Regions from separate parts of the Mus musculus genome. Here all the other regions are linked to region 1. The links are chromatin contacts, called in public Hi-C and HiCAR-type maps. All regions are on one chromosome and are shown on one strand. Each heading gives the region's core, a stretch centred on a gene start, on an enhancer-like site or on the middle of the called end of the contact. The rest is flanking DNA. Distances are from core to core; before and after follow the strand shown. Region 1 holds the start of Polq (polymerase (DNA directed), theta). Region 2 overlaps Gm35833 (a long non-coding RNA gene). Region 3 overlaps Fstl1 (follistatin-like 1).

The links. A called contact is a pair of places that touch in the nucleus more often than the background predicts. HiCAR-type assays count read pairs that join an accessible place to other places.
Region 2: a HiCAR-type map of astrocytes shows a contact between it and region 1, with 2.7 times the contacts expected there. The contact joins the enhancer-like site here to the promoter of Polq in region 1. A contact is called at or near these places in 8 of 39 promoter capture datasets (the 3T3-L1 cell line, 3T3-L1-derived adipocytes, the C10 cell line and 4 more), 2 of 15 datasets of contacts at CTCF or cohesin (the NIH/3T3 cell line and pro-B cells), 4 of 484 Hi-C or Micro-C datasets (the G1E-ER4 cell line, the N1E-115 cell line, muscle stem cells and 1 more) and 2 of 115 datasets of contacts at active chromatin or transcription factors (acute myeloid leukemia and astrocytes).
Region 3: a contact with region 1 is called in a Hi-C map of reprogramming fibroblasts, with 3 times the contacts expected there. The contact joins the enhancer-like site here to the promoter of Polq in region 1. A contact is called at or near these places in 2 of 39 promoter capture datasets (hippocampal neurons and liver), 1 of 484 Hi-C or Micro-C datasets (reprogramming fibroblasts) and 1 of 115 datasets of contacts at active chromatin or transcription factors (bone marrow-derived macrophages).

Annotation. Positions count from the first base shown.
Region 1 is chr16:37,009,968-37,013,764 of GRCm38.p6, reverse strand. Polq (polymerase (DNA directed), theta) reads right to left here and starts at 1,979. Exons shown (of 30, transcript NM_029977.2): 1 at 1,706-1,979; 2 at 479-658. The coding sequence starts at 1,865.
Region 2 is chr16:37,682,086-37,686,174 of GRCm38.p6, reverse strand. Gm35833 (a long non-coding RNA gene) reads right to left here. Exons shown (of 3, transcript XR_876061.1): 2 at 2,668-2,867; 3 at 877-1,792. Among named protein-coding and RNA genes, the nearest start is that of Gm35833, 3.4 kb to the right of the region's middle. Within about 2 kb of position 1,309, at least 216 of the 459 cell types and tissues checked have an H3K27ac peak or open chromatin away from gene starts, as enhancers often do. A contact at or near this core is called in 3T3-L1-derived adipocytes, the G1E-ER4 cell line, the N1E-115 cell line and 8 more, where this site is marked.
Region 3 is chr16:37,787,030-37,790,554 of GRCm38.p6, reverse strand. The region is part of intron 2 of Fstl1 (follistatin-like 1); the gene reads right to left. Among named protein-coding and RNA genes, the nearest start is that of Fstl1, 12 kb to the right of the region's middle. Within about 2 kb of position 1,939, at least 194 of the 459 cell types and tissues checked have an H3K27ac peak or open chromatin away from gene starts, as enhancers often do. A contact at or near this core is called in hippocampal neurons and reprogramming fibroblasts, where this site is marked.

The DNA.
Region 1 (3,797 bases), core at 730-3,229:
AAACTGGCACAAAGGAACTGTATCTTATATTTGATCCTTAAGTCACTTCAGTAAACATAGGTTAAAAATTGTTCATATCAGAGTTGCTCTTGAAAACCCATGTAAACCTTATAAAGTATACGACATATTGTTTTGTAAGTATGACCCTGCACAATCACCTCAGTTATGAATACAAAAGTTAAAAGCAACTGAGATCAAATGAGGAAAGAGCAGGCTGGCATCTCTTACAGACTCACTCAGACATACGTTAAGCATTACAGACTCAGACTCACTGAGACATACGTTAAATTAAACAAGCAGAATTTTTCCTACATACGTTGCAAATGTCCTTGTTTCCCTCCTCTACCACACAACAGAACTTTCATGATGTCAGGATGCAAATGATGACATTCCTCCTGTTTAAAAAATGTAACCAACCCAAAAGAGAATTGTTCACACTGATAATTTTAGTGAAAGGAGTTTACATAAATTTGAATACCTGAATAAACTAGATTCTTTCCTTCCAAGACGTGACCAAGCAAAAGGCATTCTGCCTGCCATTCGAACATCTTTCTTACACCAAAACTATGGTATTTCTCCAGAACTGCTTTAGGAAGTCCCCAATTTGCCAACAGCAGCTGGTCTATCTGGTCATCAGAAACTCTTCGCTTGTTTGTTCCTTTCAGAAAAACAAAAACAATTTAATTACCTCCAACATACAAGTTTAGTAGTTAAACCTGTTTGAATTCCTACCAAACTTAAAACACATCTTCACTTCTAGAGACCTATTAAGAAACTGATCCTATACAGAAAAATGCTAGCAATTTTTTATTTACTAGATGAAAATTTGAAAACTCTTAAGAGCCACAAACAAAAGTGTGCTATAGCTGGGCGGTGGTGGCACAAGCCTTTAATCCTAGCACTTGGGAGGCAGAGGCAGATGGATTTCTGAGTTCAAGGCCAGCCTGGTCTACAAAGTTGAGTTCCAGGACAGCCAGGCTATACTGAGAAACCCTGTCTCGAAAAAACCAAAAAGTGTGCTATACACACTGAATAAAAAGTTTGTACAGATGTGGAGGTAGAAGGGTGATTAAGCATTACAAAGCTGTTAGATGAGTTTCTCTTTACGATTTAGTACTGAGGTATCTGCATAACCAAGGGCAAAGAATTATGAAATGCACTGGTGTAGGCCTATAATCCCAACATTTACGGATAAACACCCTTGGTCCGAGATCGAGACAGCACCCAGCCTGACCTAGAGCAAGCCCTTATCTCAAAAAAGCAAACAAGAACTGGGTTAAGGTTCTAAGACAACATGTGCCTTCCAGCTTTGCTCTTTGCAGTCCAAAGAGCCTGCATCCTACACCACACCCAGAAATTTGGTACTTATATATATGAAGTTGTACCACTGGACATTTATCCTAAGCAAACCCTCGACATGGTGACAGGATCTGGCCAACTTGGAAGTTGTTTCTGGGAAGGTGTAAAGACCCAAAAACCAAAGAACGCCCATATCTACTGGGGCAGTGGTGGACTAAAACACCATCAGCTGTGCATGCTGGCCAAGAGGGAAGCCATCCCCAGGGTTGAGTCCCAGGCCGGGTACTGGATAGCAGCCCTGCCTCCAGCTATCCAGCTCCGGTGCGGGAGTGCATGGCCCTGATACTCTCGCAGCCCATCTCAACCCCTGCTGCCCTCGGCCGCGTCGGCCCCGCGGGTCGAGTACCTGTCCCTGTGAGCCTCCGGCCGCGTCCCAGCCCCGGAGGTGGACTCAGCACCGGTCCACACCGGAGCTGAGGGCTAACAAAGCTATCACCATCTCCCGAGAACGTGTCGGAGCCGGACGATGAACGCCGCCGTTTCCTACTCCGGCGCGGAAGACTCATTGCAAACAAGCTCCTCTCGACTGTTCAGGACACGACACAGTCCCATAGGCCTCCCGCGCGGGAGAACCCCAACCTAGTGACAGCTACCGCCTCCATCTTCCCGCCTCCATCTTCAAATGCAGGCCTCCCAGCACGCCCCGGAACCACAGAGTTCTCCTGGCTAGAATAACCCGACTACCATAGAGTGGTGAGGGACGGAACAGCCCGCGCTGATATCTGGCTTCCGGCCTCCGCTGGCGGCTGGGGATAGAAAAGGGGATAGAGTGCTGGAGACATTAAAAGGAACGGAGCATCTGACTGCATTCGTAGATTGTTCTAAAAACATTCCTCCTGTTTTTACTTATTTCTGGTTTGAATCGGAAGCTAATGAGTTGCCCTTATGTGAATAGATTAGGAAAGTATCTCTTCTTTACTATTGTATTGTGTTTGTTTCTTTTTTGTTTCTTCAGATTGTGTAAAAAAAAAAAAAAAAGTAGGGTTTTTTGGTAGAGCGTAATTTGTGCGGTTTTCCTCTTGTCAAATACGTGAATTAAAATAACAGATGGGGGTGGAGTAGAGGACACGCCCGGGTTAAACATTCCAGGCTGTAGACTGGTTCAGTGTCAATTATTTTGGGTTATCTCGGCCCCTTAAATAGCCACTTGTTTGGTCACACAACTCTGTCATGTTCTTGTGACTATTAAGTAAGTCGTTTGGGAATGTACGAATTTGGGAATGTAGCTTCCACCAACCCAAAAGCTAAGCATGTTATATGCATCTGAGCCTTACAGCAGAAGTTTCTCTTGATTTGCTGGATCTAACCTACCTGAAGTTTCCATTAACATCAATGTATCTTTAAACGTCTTCAGTTATAGCTCTCTTTGCTCGGAAATATAAAAACTCTGTAAAACTGCTACCACAAAACAGTATATAGAACAATTTAAATTTGTCCCTGGGGCCATAGTAACTCATATTTGTTCCAGAATAAATTTTCTTATTCCCTCTGAGTTGAGAACTGCACTTCTGTGTTGGCAGTTGATAGGGAAGGGATTATTTCTGCGGTTATATCCTGAGGATTGTATGATCAGAACTGGAGATTCTGGATAGATCCCTTTGGTGTTGAAAGAGGAGGCTCTGAAAGCACATGAGGGGTCATTCTGAACAAGGAAGTTAGTTATAGATGTGCTTTGACCAACTTCTGGACGTAAATCGGTGCCTGGTACTTGCCTAGTTCCACAGTTCATCTCACCAAGCCAACAAGTGGGTGACAAGCCTATCCTGAAGAAATTATGGCCATTGGTTTGGGGGAAGGATGTGGGGAGTGAATTTAGGAAGTGGTTAAACAATATTCTAAAATCCCACCAGAGGGAGGCATTACTCCATGAAAGAAACGCTTCCTTCCTTTATGCATTTATTCACTAGGAAATTATTGGGCATCAACAGTACACTAGTCTCAGTGTCAGTGATGCAGGGTGGAACGCTTCCTGCTCTGAAAGATACTGGTACAAACATTGACTAAATTAATTATTAATTTAAATTGTGACTACTGCTCAGGGAGAAATTCCTAGGAACAGAGGACTATCAAAGGAATCCTGACTTATAGTCTCAGTGGAAACTAAAAGTCCAGCTGTAGACCTACACAGTCTGGGTCTGGGTTTAGAATGTATTGACTGTGCTATCTTGGGCATCTTGCATAACCCCTCAGTATTCCCACATCATATGAGAAGAGTAGGAGTCTATTATCTGTGGATGAGTATACAGAATGCTGAGACCAGGGCTGCCACATAAGTTCTGTTCAGAGAAAATTACATTACATATTTTAACAAGCCCTAATAATAATTCAAGACTGTAATGAAGAAAGAATAAGCCAGAGAAGTCTCTTACGATTAGCCCATCGAATACTAACTTACTTTATTATGTGAACCATGAGGAGATAAGAAAGTCCACTGGGGA
Region 2 (4,089 bases), core at 60-2,559, 670 kb before region 1:
CCATGGGATTAGGAGGGCCATCAATTAGGAGAGCCATCAATTAGGAGGCTACAATAGTCACACCACCACAGCATCAGATTTGAGAGAGAGCATGCCTCCTCAGTGCCTCTTTGAGCTTCAGGCCAAGCAGCTTCTGCTAGTTGACTGGCATACAATCTTCCGGCATTTTACAAACATGCTTAGCCATGTTTTCTAGATTCCCTAGGGTCTAAAAGCCCAGGAAGAGAATGTAATCTCTATTTTCTTCAAAGATACACACACACACACACACACACACACACACACACACACACAAGTAATTGCAAGTTTGAAGAGAAATACAAGGTTCCCCAAGAGAAATGTTCTGTAAATAAAGGTAGGTACTTGGCCTGGGGTGTGGTACATGCCTTTAATCCTAGCACTTAGGAGAAGGCAGAAAAATCAGAAATGCAAGGATAGCCTTGGATACACAGTGAGTTCAAGCCAACCTGGGCTATATGAGGCCTTATCTCAAAACAAATGAAAAGGAAAAAGTTCTGGCCCCCCCACACCCAGAGAACCTGAACCTCACAGATCAAGGGAGAGTTAGGCAGAGAGCAAAACTGCTTTTCCACTTCTTATCTGGATCACAGCAGTCCCTAACTCTAAAAATTCCATTGTGCTCTGGAACTGTTCAGGAGACTGTTGTTCAAAAATCAGAAACCCCACAACTGGAGTTATCCGCTTTAAGCTGACAGTGCCTTCTCTAAAATACCCAGGAGACCCAGTCCTGGAAGTTAAGAGACAGACCGAAGTCACTGTGGGGTAGCAAAGGGCCGCTTATGCAAAGACAAGGACTTGAAAGATGCGACCTCACGGCCACGTGGTGGCGGACTTCGCCATTTTTGCTTACCAGCGTGTTTTAGATTTTATTCAAAGTGCGGGGCTTTGATGTATTTGTCTGGGGGTGGGCTCACCCCCTTGCATTTTTCGTAGGTTTTACTAGTGACTCGAGGATAGTGAAGAGAAACAAGAAAGAAACTTAGACACAAGAAAGTCAGGAAGACAAAAGAAAGGCACGGAGCCCACAAGAGCCTGGGAAACCGATGAGAGACTTAGGAGGAGGGGGCGGGGGATTTGAGTCTACAGACTCCGGAAAACCTATTAAGGCGTCCTGGGAGAAGGTCGCTGGGTCCTTCAGGGTGGGAATCAGGCTGTCCGGGTTGAAGCCTCTCGGGATTAAGAGCTGAAGAGAAACCACAAAGGTTCATTGTTTTATTTGTGCCTTGACTTGGCTCCTGACCATCGGATCGCTGGAGTTCTGATAAACGTCCTGAGCTCCCCCTACTGGCTGCCCTGAAGAACGTTACCATCTGGATCCCAAGAGAAATAGGATTACGTAACCCCAGCTTTGACCACTTAAGACTTTTATTTTCTTTCCCAAGGTCTTGGCTTTTCCAAATCCTGCTGCCTAATGCCAGAGCTTAAATGCCCTGACTGATTGCCAAGGTCCCAAGGCCCAGAGGAGGCAGTTATGAAGGGGCCATGCTAATGGGAGGGCATGCAGGAGGGTAGCCGAACAGACTTTTTTTTTTTTTTTTTAATATGTGTCACGCAAATAAAAGTGCTGCAAAAATTCCTAAAAAGGGGGACTTTTTCTGAACTTTCATCTTCTTGCCTCAAATGTGACGCTGGCATTAAACAAGGCCTCTTTGCTTAGGGGGCGGGCCTGCCGGGTCTAGATAGGAAGCCATCCAAAATAAGCCATCCAACTCCATAGCAGCGAAGACGCACCCGGCTCTCCTTTCCTTCCCTCTCCCCTCGGTCTTAAGCTCTGCAAAAGACAGGAAGAACTGAGAACAGCAAGAGCAGAATGTTCTCTGAAAGACAGAAGAAAAAATCTCTCTCTCTCTCTCTCTCTCTCTCTCTCTCTCTCTCTCTCTCTCTCTCCCTCTCCCTCTCCCCCCTCTCTCTCTCTCTGTGTGTGTGTGTGTGTGTCTGTCTGTCTCTCCTCCCTCCTTTCCTCCCTTCCTTCTTCCCTCTCCTCATTATCTCTTCCTTTCTCTCCCCTCCCCCTCTTTGTCTCTGTCTCCCCCTCCTTCCCGGCCTCTCCCCCTCTTCTCTCGTCTCCTCTCCTTAAGGTTGATATTAAACAAGGTAGAAGCCCTGTCCTTCCTAAAGGACACAAAGGCTAGCCTTCTGTATGAGAAATGCCAAGTCCAGAGGCAGCGGTTGAGGGAGAGACAAAGAAGGACCTCCAGCGTTGAAGCAACAGGAACAGAATATAGGAGCTAGCAGCTGTTGACTGGAGCAGCCACACCCGTGGGGAGTGGTCCTGGGTTAGCAAGGGAGACCCCTGGGCAATAGGCAGAGGGTATGAGCATCACGTGAAGGAGGGGCAGATTTTCAGATGTGTGACTAGGATGCTTGTTCCCCCCGAATGGACCGTCTTATGCCCCCTCCCCTTCTCTTCAAAACCTCCTCTTCACAAATTAGCAATTTACCGGGAGAGGCACAGTGGCAGAGGCCAGCCTGGTCTGCAAAGTGAGAACCAGTCTCAAAACAAAACAAGCAACTTTCCTTTCATAAAAGAGCTATGCCTCTTTCAGGGTCCCTAAATGTCCCTAAAACATTGTTCAGGGTGGTAGCATGAGGTTATTTTCAAAGGCTCTGGGCAAACATCCAAAGGATTCCTTTTCTTTTGTTAACCTGAAGGCAAACCACCATTGGTTCACAGCCTTGCAGGGAGCAGTGCAGCTCTCCGGAAATGGCCACTTGCTCTTTCGTTCCCTCAGGACGAGGTAGCCGCCTTTCCTTTGTCCTTCTGCCAACCTCCACGTTTTCCTCTCACCATCCAGCTGGTTGACACTGGCTCCTCTTCTTTCCAGGGCTGACTTTGTGCTCTGGGTCTGCTTGCAGGGTGTTGATGTAGGAGGAGAAAAAAAAGAAAAGTGTTGTCATGTGTTCGTGGGATCCCAACACATCTGACACTCTGCAGGGATCTGGCTAAGCTAAGCGCATATTCCACAGAAGTCAAGGGGACCCTTTATTCTATCTGCAAGACACCTTTGCAAAATTCCTGGCAAATTGACAGCCTCCAAATTATACCTCCCGTTTTGAATAGCCCTTGCTTATTGTCACCGTAGAAGAGGATTTGGGGGACTTGTGAGTCCATGGGAGCAGAATGGCCTTGACAGACACTGCAAAATACAAATAATATTTATTGCCAATGAAAGATTCACAACCGAAACTAGTCAAGCTCTGCTTCGGTTGAAAGGGGGTAAAAAACAGGCAAAAGATAAATGCTCTGAGCAAGATGAAATGTCTGTGTTGCAATAGCTGAATGGATTGTAACATTTTCTAACTTGTTAGTCATAAGGTAGAAGAAACCTACTCAACTGCCCCTGCTATGGATGCCTGCCGATCATGGCCAGCAGGGGGCAGGTTTCAGTCAGAGATGGGAAATTATGGAGCGCACAGCCCTGTTCCAAGCTTGTAGACTGTTTATTTGGTACTATAAATTTCCCCTCTCAGTGTCTGCTTCACACACCACCCCCAGGAACCATAATCCAAGGTTCTTCATAGGTTCAGGGAGATGATCGTTCAAGTAACCAGGTCCTTGACATAAAATTGTCTCTATATATTAAGAGCTTGGTAAAAAAACAAAAAGGGTGGTTCTGTATTCCCCCCTCCCCCCACTGGGTGCCGCAAGCTGCTGTTACAGTCACTGCAGTGGTTTGTCTCCTGGGTCTAACAATGCCACCCAAAGCCTGTATGTTTGAGCTGGAGTGTTTGACTCAGAAATGGTAGCACCAGTGTTACAGACCCAGTGGACACCTCTTGTGTCGTTCCCTTTGGAAAAATCCTGGGACTGGAGAGAAAGCAAATGTTTCCTTAAGGTCTGGGCCAGCCTCATGCTTCAATCCTAGGTATATATGCTGGAGAACTAAAACTAAAACAAAAACATGTCCACCCAAATATCTCTACACACAGATGTTCACGGCACCATTGTTCATCATGACCCCAAAGCAGAAATATCCCATCTGTCCCTTGGCCAGTTGCTTATCAGGACAGTGAATGCCTCAGTCACAAAAATGGAGTATTGAGCTGTTAACAAGGATGACCCTTTAA
Region 3 (3,525 bases), core at 690-3,189, 780 kb before region 1:
GCAGCCATTTGTGAATGAATGGCTGCAGAACATTTGCCTCTTTCCAACCAAAGCTTCTGTGAACCGGGCTAAACCAGCAAGAAGCCATGAGGTCTTCCTGGGCCCTCAAGATGGAGGCTGTCAGTCAGTAAAGGGGACTTGGGTGTCCGTGCTCACTGTGAGCACATGCATATCTGCTTCACTAGATAGAGCTGCTCCAGCAGACATTCCTCCCGTAGCACCTCACCGTTTAAACCACCCACTGATCCCTGGGGCAGTAACCAGGAATCCCCCTGGGCTGGCGTTTAGTCCCTTATCCATTTTCTTGCTTTCTTAAAAATGCTATGCCCCAGACATCACTCCCTCTCCGAAACTTAGCTGGCTTAACTAATTGCAGATGTTTTGACCATTTTTGGTTAAAGCAGAATGACTGACCGACTGGCTGAATGACAAGAGTTCACTAGCAGCTAAGTTTCATAACCACAAAAGATAAGCGCTGCGCCTAGGCTTAGACATCATGACAGTCTACAGAAGCCACAAGGTACAACAAGGCAGTTCATCAGAGAAAATCCCAACACACATGTGTCCCTCTCATTCGTTTCCGTAGGAATCTGTGGTTGAGAAAAGTCTTACTACAAGATACTGGCAGACGGCTTTGTTCCTGAGGGGTGAAATTTAAGCCAGTGTGCATGCGTGTAGATGTGCAGATGTGTGTACATACATGTGTCCAGTTCTAACCTGTACAAGAACTTCTATTAGGAAGGACACAGACATTGCATGGCTAGCTCCTATTCATGACCAGAAGTCAGGGCAATTTACCTGGCTATCTACTAGGGCTTGGAGTCAGGACATGGCACCAAGCACACCAGTGGGCTGAAGCCTCCAGGCTAGCCTTGGCTTGCTTACAAAGGTCACTGGATCTCAGTGTTGATGACAAAGACAAAGACCAGTGCCTGATGCAGCCGACTGCCAGATCAGGGACAGGGGATGGAGGCAGGACGTTCATCAACACCTGTTCAGGAGCTCCTAGATCCTGGTCATGGGCCAGGCAACACGGTGAGAGATGAGAATGATTCCAAACACCATTTCCACACAGCTATTTTTGTAAGCCCTTTGCAATGCTACAGCTGAAGGAAAAGTCGGAAGAAAGTCGGTTTTCTCATGAAAATCATAGAGTTTGGATTGATCTTCATTTTGTCATTGCTGTTGTTGTTTGTAGATCCCTCCCTAAATCCCAGGGGGATCTGGGATATTCCAGCCCCCCCCCATCCCCACCCCAGTGCTGATGCACAGTTGCCAAATGACTCATATCTGTGGGGTAATCAGGACTTGGGATTGCAGAGCACAAAGGCACTTGAGGCACCGCACTTCGGAGTTCGATGATGCACTCAGTACCTAAGAGGGGGACCCAGGGGCCTCTTGCCTTTCTCCACACTGTTTTCTTGGTCCTTGGCCAGCCTCTCTTTCCCATGGCTCCCCACGGGTAGGAAACTGACGTAAGAGCTTAATCAAATATCCTACTTCTAAGTAAGAATATTTTGATGATCCAAATTGCGTGGACTTACAGGGATAGAGTTTACATTGCGGGTCTCTCCCACTCTTTTGAGGGGGATGAGGGGTTAGATGTTTGTCTCAGTCCACACTTGGGGTACCACTGGGCTATTCATCCCAACCTTGTCTGGCCCAAGATGAAGGGAGCTTGCTTGATGCTAGGACAGTAATCTCAGCCACGTGGCCAGCTGTAACTTCTCAGTTCAGAACCTCACAAAGCAGCCGAATCCTGGGCAGGCTCATAATTCACTCACTTGCTTCTTACGTGTGTGGGTACATGCTAGCCCCCCAAGACAACTCAGGGCTGACTTTGAGAAAAGCAGGAAATGAGTAAGGAAGGAACCAGAGTGAGCAGTGCTGAGGGAGTCAGGGCTGCAGAGCCCTGCAGGCTGCTGTGAAGGCGCGGTGCCAAGCAGCCTCTGCTGTCTAGACTTTAGCTGGCCTCTCCCAGTGCAGGAGAGAAGGAGGGAGGAGGGGAGCCAGGCGAGAAAGCCTGTAGCTCTTTGTTCAGCTAATGCAAACACAGGACACAACTTCCGACAGGCTCCAGGCTGGGGGCTGGCTCTATCTAAGACATTTCGTCCCAGGAGCTGGACTCCTGCTATAGGCCGAGGGAAGTTCCGTTAATCCATCCATCATGGGGAGCTGAGGATGATCGTATTAGTCCCTGAGAACTCACAGTTCCCCACCCAAATTGAAGTGAGTAATATCCAAGAGATGCACACTGTAGGGGTGAAGGACTATGTTTAAAAAAAAAAAAAAGATTTTCCAGTTGTGTTATTTTAGCTTGTTCATTAAAAAGAACTAGCTCTTGAAGGGGGCCTCAGGATTCTGATGAAACCAGTTGATTAAAATGTACAGACACAGAAACGGCAGCCACAGTCCAATAGGCTTATGACTCGGGGGTAATGTTAGCTTTGGGAAGCTTTGCTAATCTAAGCTGGTGGGGAAAAGGGCCTTTTCTTCTGAGTGGCAGGGGGGCCCTGTGGCAGGGCACACGCCTTTATGAGTGCAGTGCAGGGTGGGATTGGCCCAACTGACCCCCTCAGGCAGGCATCTGTGCACTACACGGCCATATTTAGCAATCAGATTGGAGTTTAGAGCCATTTTGCAGTTCGGTCTTACATAGTATGGAACAGTTGTGAATACGTTTCAAGGACACAGAAACTGCCTTAAAACATCTCCCGAGTCTCTGGCCATTAGCTGGCAATATTCCCAAATAATAACTGCAGTTCCGCACATGTCAGAGAGGCAGCTGGGGCTGGATTCAAGTGGAGATCATGTGGCTGGAGCAGGCGAGGCTGCAGGATCAGGTCAGGTACTAGAGCCATTTAGCACTGATGTGCCTTGAATAGTTAGTGACTAGGACTGTACAGTGCTGGAGCCATACTACAGGCAACATTCATTGTTGGTGTGTTTTCAGAGTCTGGCTTCTGGAAATCAGACCCAAGGGCACAAACCACTGAGCTTTGACTTGGGGATATCAAACCCTGGGTTTTACATCCTGGCTCTACCATTGGTTAGGTAGCTGATACAGGGTAACTGAATGGTTTCTTCATGGGTAAAATGAGCCTTATAATAGTTACTTGTCACTTTTTGAGGATTAAATAGAAGCTCTCTTTTCTGCCTATGCTACACTGTAGGTCCCTTTCCAAGTTCAGCCGCAGGCTACTTCCTCTGACAGACTTTCCTGGACCTCTGCACAGGGTAGATTCTCAGCCATGATCCACTGTTTCTCACACTGGACAGTTCTGAGGCCATGACCTTCCCTGCCTACTTCTCCTATTAGACCAGAGGTTCTCAATGTTTCTAACGCTGGGACCCCTTAATATAATAGTTCCTCATATTGTAGTGACCCCCCCCATCATAAAATTATTTCACTGTTTCTTTGTAACTGTAATTTTGCTACTGTTGTGAATCATAATGTAAATATCTGTGTTTTCTGATGGCCGTAGGCATCCCTGGGAAAGGGTCATTTGGGACCCACAGGTTGAG